2 separate regions of the Cricetulus griseus genome follow, and region 2 is linked to region 1. A link is a contact called in public Hi-C data. All regions are on one chromosome and are shown on one strand. The core of a region is the stretch at or near the end of the contact, and the rest is flanking DNA. Distances in the headings are between cores, read along the strand shown.

The links. A called contact is a pair of places that touch in the nucleus more often than the background predicts.
Region 2: a Hi-C map of the CHO-K1 cell line shows a contact between it and region 1, with 4 times the contacts expected there. The contact joins the promoter of Stk11 here to the enhancer-like site in region 1. A contact is called at or near these places in 4 of 8 Hi-C or Micro-C datasets (the CHK-Q cell line, the CHO-K1 cell line and fibroblasts).

Annotation. Positions count from the first base shown.
Region 1 is chr5:100,868,278-100,870,977 of CriGri-PICRH-1.0, reverse strand. It overlaps Sbno2 (protein strawberry notch homolog 2), which reads left to right. Exons shown (of 31, transcript XM_035445448.1): 5 at 11-172; 6 at 2,467-2,676. Among named protein-coding and RNA genes, the nearest start is that of Gpx4, 17 kb to the right of the region's middle. Within about 2 kb of position 1,382, at least 4 of the 6 cell types and tissues checked have open chromatin away from gene starts, as enhancers often do. A contact at or near this core is called in the CHO-K1 cell line and fibroblasts, where this site is marked.
Region 2 is chr5:100,914,832-100,917,531 of CriGri-PICRH-1.0, reverse strand. Stk11 (serine/threonine-protein kinase STK11) reads right to left here and starts at 1,334. Exons shown (of 9, transcript XM_027419395.2): 1 at 1,017-1,334. The coding sequence starts at 1,306.

The sequences.
Region 1 (2,700 bases), core at 133-2,632:
CTTCTCCTAGGACCCCTCATGCCTCGAGGACCTCTCCAATGCCTCCATCTTCTCATCCTCTGTGGATTCTCTGTCAGACATCCCCGACACACCTGACTTCGTGCATGTCGACAGCCTCAACGAAGTGTCCACAATCTGGGATGTCAGCACCACCTCAGCTACCCATGACAAGGTGAGCAGGCTCAGTCTGGTGACACAAGGGGAGCGTGTGGGGTGGGGGCTGTGGCCTGAGCTCTTTCTCAGGAGTGAAGACGGCATGCTCAGGCCTGAGTTAGAAGGGTCCTGTACCTCAGAGGCTGGAGGAACAATCTCCACAGCCCTAGAGGCCCGCCACACATCCCATGTCCCCAGACGACCCCTATTGGATCTCAGGTGCTGTGTGCCTGCTGTGCACATGGGCACATCCAAGAGAGACACGGAGCAGGCTGAGTCTGTTTCTCTTTGGTGCCTCAGTTTCTGAGCTGCAGTGTCACGTAGCCGAGACTCTGCTCGGCAGCCAAGGTTGCCCTTTAACTCCTGATCGAGTGCTGGGGTGACAGATGTTAGCCAGCGTGTCTGACTCCAAAGGCAATTTAGGTTACCAGTTCTCACCCCAAGAACTCTGCCCTCAGTGTCCCCCAGAGACATGCTGGGGGACAGACATACGTGACTGGCCTGAGTGGATGGTAGTCAGCAACCCTGCTTTGCTCCCTGCAGGGCCCAGGATGCCTCAGGGAACACCTGGCCTCCTATCCAGGGTGAGGAGATACTTAGCTGATGACTCCCTAAAACCATGAGACCCCAGAGCTCACCACAGTGAGTCAGACAGTATCTCCCAGGGGACTTTGGCTTCTGGGACTGACCTCTTCTCTCACTCCATACACTGGATGGGTTTCCACGTGGACAGCACCGCAGAACTTAGGCAGGTGACTATAGGGTACCCAGACTTCGGGGTATACAGGACACTGACCCAGAAGGCTCTTGATCAGCAGGTAGTTTTGCCCCCAGAGGACACTAATGACATGCATGGTCCCAACCTGGGGAGACCTTGGCATGGACAGAGCATCACTGAGCCTGACGTGGCCCCTAATCCTAGTGATGCAAAGAACCGCAGTCCAGGCCTTGCTGGGGTCTTCCAGATAGAAGCTTCTAGACTTTAAGAGTGTAAGTTAGGAACACTCCCAGGACTCTCCAGATGGGAGACCTTGATGCCATACAGCTCTGAGGTAAGGGCCAGTAATGCAGTTGGCACAGGGCCAGCAGGAGGACAGGCTGCCCCTCTACCTCCTGCTATGAGGAGCCAGAAGGCCTGTTTGATGCTGAGATCAAGGCCACAAGGTACTGCCCACCCCGCCCAGGGCCCCAGGCTGCTGTAGACCAAGCCCCATATCTGAAACCTAACACCCTGCACTGCCCCAGCCTGGCCTGCAGGCCGGAACATGACTCAGCCTTCCAGGAACCTCCACCAGTCTGTTTGGGTTTTTGTTAATTTAAGAAAGAAAGAAAAGGAAAAAAAAAAAAAAAAAGGAGGAGTCAGGAGGGTTGAGTGTGGACTTGTAACCTTCCCAAGCTTCCGCTGGCTTTCAACACCCCTGGCCCTGTTCCCAGCAGAGCAAGGGACATGTGATAGTGACTATCCCTGCAGTGCCCCCAGAGACTCCTGTCCTCTCTCAAGAATGCTGAGTCCCCAGTGAGCCCTGCAGGTCAAGGCTGAAGGCCTGCCTGCCATCAGGAGCTGGGAGCAGGCTTAGTGGACGTGCACAAAGCCCTGGGCTCCATCTCTGCACCATGTGAACCAGGTGCGCTGCTGTACCTGTAATCACAGCACTCAGGAGGCTCTGGCAGGAGGATTGGGATTTTAGGCTCCTTAGCTATACAGGAAGTTTGAGGCCAGCCTGGGTTGCATGACCCTTACTTTAAAAAACCAAACAAATAAAAGGGGGTGTGCTGCCATTGCAGGCTTTGTCCCCAGCACCTACATGGTGGACCCCAACTGTCTCTAACACAGTTTCAGGGAAGCCGGGCTTTCTTTTGGCCTCCACAGGCACTGCATGCATGCAGCAACTTTACATACATGATGACTAAGTCTTTAAAATCTATCCTTATGTCTACATTGGGGAATTGAGAATCAGTTTGCAAAGGAGAACCACTTCCCCTGCAATGGCTACAGACACAACTCATTGGCCAGTCCACACCATTTGTCCAGCTCAGGGTCAGCACTTGTGGCTCGTGGTACGTGCCCTGCCCCTGTTCACAAGGATGAGACTCAGGGCCATCCATCTCTCTTGTAGAGGAGTGTGGTCACAGTGTTGGGGACATTCTTACCTGATCACCCTGAGGAGGTCTTCCAGGGCCGTTCCTTAGCTACTGGGTGCATAGTTACTTCCAGGGACGCTCGCCTGGCCTGCAGTGTCTAAGTCTGCGTGCCAGGACTGCTTGACTGGCTTTTGTCTGCTACTGCCTCATGGTTCCTCTTGTGCCACACAGGGGCACAATCTGTCCTCAGCCCATCCTACCAGGGTCTGCCAGGCCCCTAAGAATGGAGCAGCCCCTCAGGATACAGGCACTGGCACAGGAGGCCATGGCTCACACCCTCCCCTGAATTCCCTACAGCTGTTCCTGCCTAGTGGGCCATTTTCAGCTCTCGAAGACCCGGTGACCTCACTGTCCAACACGCCACTTCTCATCAGCTACCAGGTAAACTTGGTGCCTGGGGTATTT
Region 2 (2,700 bases), core at 85-2,584, 47 kb before region 1:
CTGGACAGTCAGATACATTGGGCTGCCAGGGGCCATAACCCTGAAGCCAAAGGGGGCTGAAGACCTGGGAGGGGCTGCTTGCCTCAGCAGACCAGTAGACACCACCCAGATGTAAGGTTATCAGCCTAAGACACCTCCACTTTCAGAAAACAGTGATTTGGAACCAGGTTTTCCCCAGCTCAGGTCTCTAACCTCTAGCTGGTCACACCTGGAGGAACACCCCCAGGCCCCACAGAGCCAGAATAACCCAGGGCCAGTCCTATACAAGAAGCCAAACAGGTCTGAGGCTAGCCCAAGACACCAGCCTGCCCTGCTCCACCAGCTGGGTGCACACACTTGGTCCTGGGGAGCTACCCACCTCCCTGTGAGAACCACTCAAGAGCAGCGCCCAGCTGGCAAAAACAAGGAGCTCCCAGCTTTTCCTGGGACAGGACCACAAGCAAGGTCACCAGCCAGGCAGAGTCTCTGCCAGTGCTGGCCCCACAGATAAGGCCCCTTCTTGGAAGACAGTAGGTGAGGTTTCCTAAGTTCCGCCCAGCCGGACAGGCGATAGAGTTCCCAAGGCCCAGCGACACCAAGCACGCAGGACACCGCAGGGACCAGCGCCAACACTGGCTAGCTACCTCCTGCCCCTGCCTCCCGCCTCCCAGCCTGTGTTCACCATTATTTTTGGCCCCACCAGTTCCCTCTGACTCCGTAAACAAAGTAGCCACCCGCCTGGCAACGCCCGCCAAGGAAGCCAGGCCAGGCCCGCGCCAAGATCCGGCCGAAAAAAGAGGGCTGGACGTGGCCACACGACCTCCCCCCTAGGGAAGTCCTGGGGGCTGCCCTAGCACACAGTCCCTACGCGGTGACGCTTAGGGATAGTGGCAGAGAGGGGAGAGGAAAAAGAGGGAGGAAGGAAATGAGAAGGGGAGGAAGGTTAGAGGGGAGGAAAGAATAGGGCCAGGAAGTAGAGAGAAAAGAGGAAGGGCCGCCCGAAAGCTCAAGGCCGGCCCCAGGCCCTTGGCACCTACTTCTTGACGTTGGCCTCGCCATTGGGGATCCTGCGTAGCTTTTTCTTCTTGAGGATCTTGACCGCCCTGCGACACAAGGTCTCGGAGTCCAGCACCTCCTTCACCTTGCCGTACGAGCCCTCCCCGAGCAGGTCCCCCATCAGGTACTTGCCGATGAGCTTGGCGCGCTTGCGGCGCGGCTGGTAGATCACCTCGGTGGAATCGATGCGGTGGATGAAGGTGTCCATGCCCACCGAAATCAGCTCACTCTCTGGAAAAAGGCCCAGCGGCTGGGGATCCCCCACGTCCATCCTGGCCCAGTCTTTGTCCCCTTCAGGGACGCCAATTCTTTTCGAGTTCGAATCTCCCCCCCGCCCGCCCCGCCCCGCCCCGCTTCTTACAAATGTTCAAGAAGGAAAACGGAGAAAGAAAAAAAGCCTCCCCAACACTCCCGGTCCCCTCGACCGGGTCCACGTCCCCTTCGTGGGCGCCAATTCTTCACTTTTGACTTTTCCCCCTTTCTTCTAGATGTTCAATGAGGGAAAAAAAAAAAAAAGGAAAAGCAACGAACCCCGCCAACCCTCGCGTCCCCCCAATTCAGGTCCCCGGGGACGCTGCTTCCGACGGAGGCGACGGTCCGCCGTCGCGGCGCGCGGGCCGCTAGGTCATGGTCGCCACTCGGGCCCCGCGCTCAGGCGCCCAAGGCGGCAGCGCCGAGGCCGGTCCGCGCCGTCCATGTCCGGCCCGCGCCGACGCCCCGCGCGGCCCCTTAGTTCCGTGACTTCCCGGGACGCGGACTCCACCCGGACGCAGGGCACCGGGACACCCGCAGGCCGCAGGCACCGAAGTCGGGGTAGTGAATCTTCCGGAGACCGATGGGTAAAAAAACACCCCGGGCGGCGGGTCCCCCTCGCCGCCAAGCCGCCGCGCGACAGGCAGGAGGCCGGAGCGGCGAGGGGGGAATCGAACTTCAGGCAGAAAGATGCTGCCCGCGAGGGGAAACTCCAAGCCGGCGCCACCCTCCGCGGCTCGCGCCTCACTCGCGGACACCGTGAGCCGCCTCCCCTTCCCTAGACCGACACGCCGCCGCCATCTTGTTTACCGCCCTGCGCCGCGCCGTCGTCGCACGCCTCAACGGCGGACACGCCCCCTCGCGGAGCCGACGTGCGCGGCCGTTGGCTGTAGCCTTAAGTCCCGCCCCCAGACACGCCTCAATTCCCAACGCGGATTGGCCTATTTGGATCGGAGTAGGCGCTCGAGCTGACATTGGACAGCTCGGGTTCCACCTCAGAAGGCGGGACCTACGTTCTCATTGGTTGACTCAGACGCCCGTCAATGAGAATTGGAGTAAGCAAGCGACTGTAAAGGAGCGACATGAACGGCTGTGGGCGGTGGCTTCAAGCCCCGCCCCTCGGTGGGGCTCCAGAGATGGAATTGGTCAGCGCTGATGTGTGTAGGCGGGATCTTATCTCTGAATGGTCGTTACAGACGCCCGTCAGCCAGCGCGACTGACGAGCGGTAAGGTAGCTTGTAGAAGTGACCTCGGAGTTTCGGGACTCGGGTTAGAGTTCACGCGCGCCAACGTCCTCCGGAGAACGGCCGCGAGTGGGAGGGTGGAGAGACAGCCTTGCGGCTCCCTGAATTCACCCAGTCCGGCGTCGTTCCCAACGGCCCTTGGGAACGGGACAAAGGTCAAAAAGCGCCA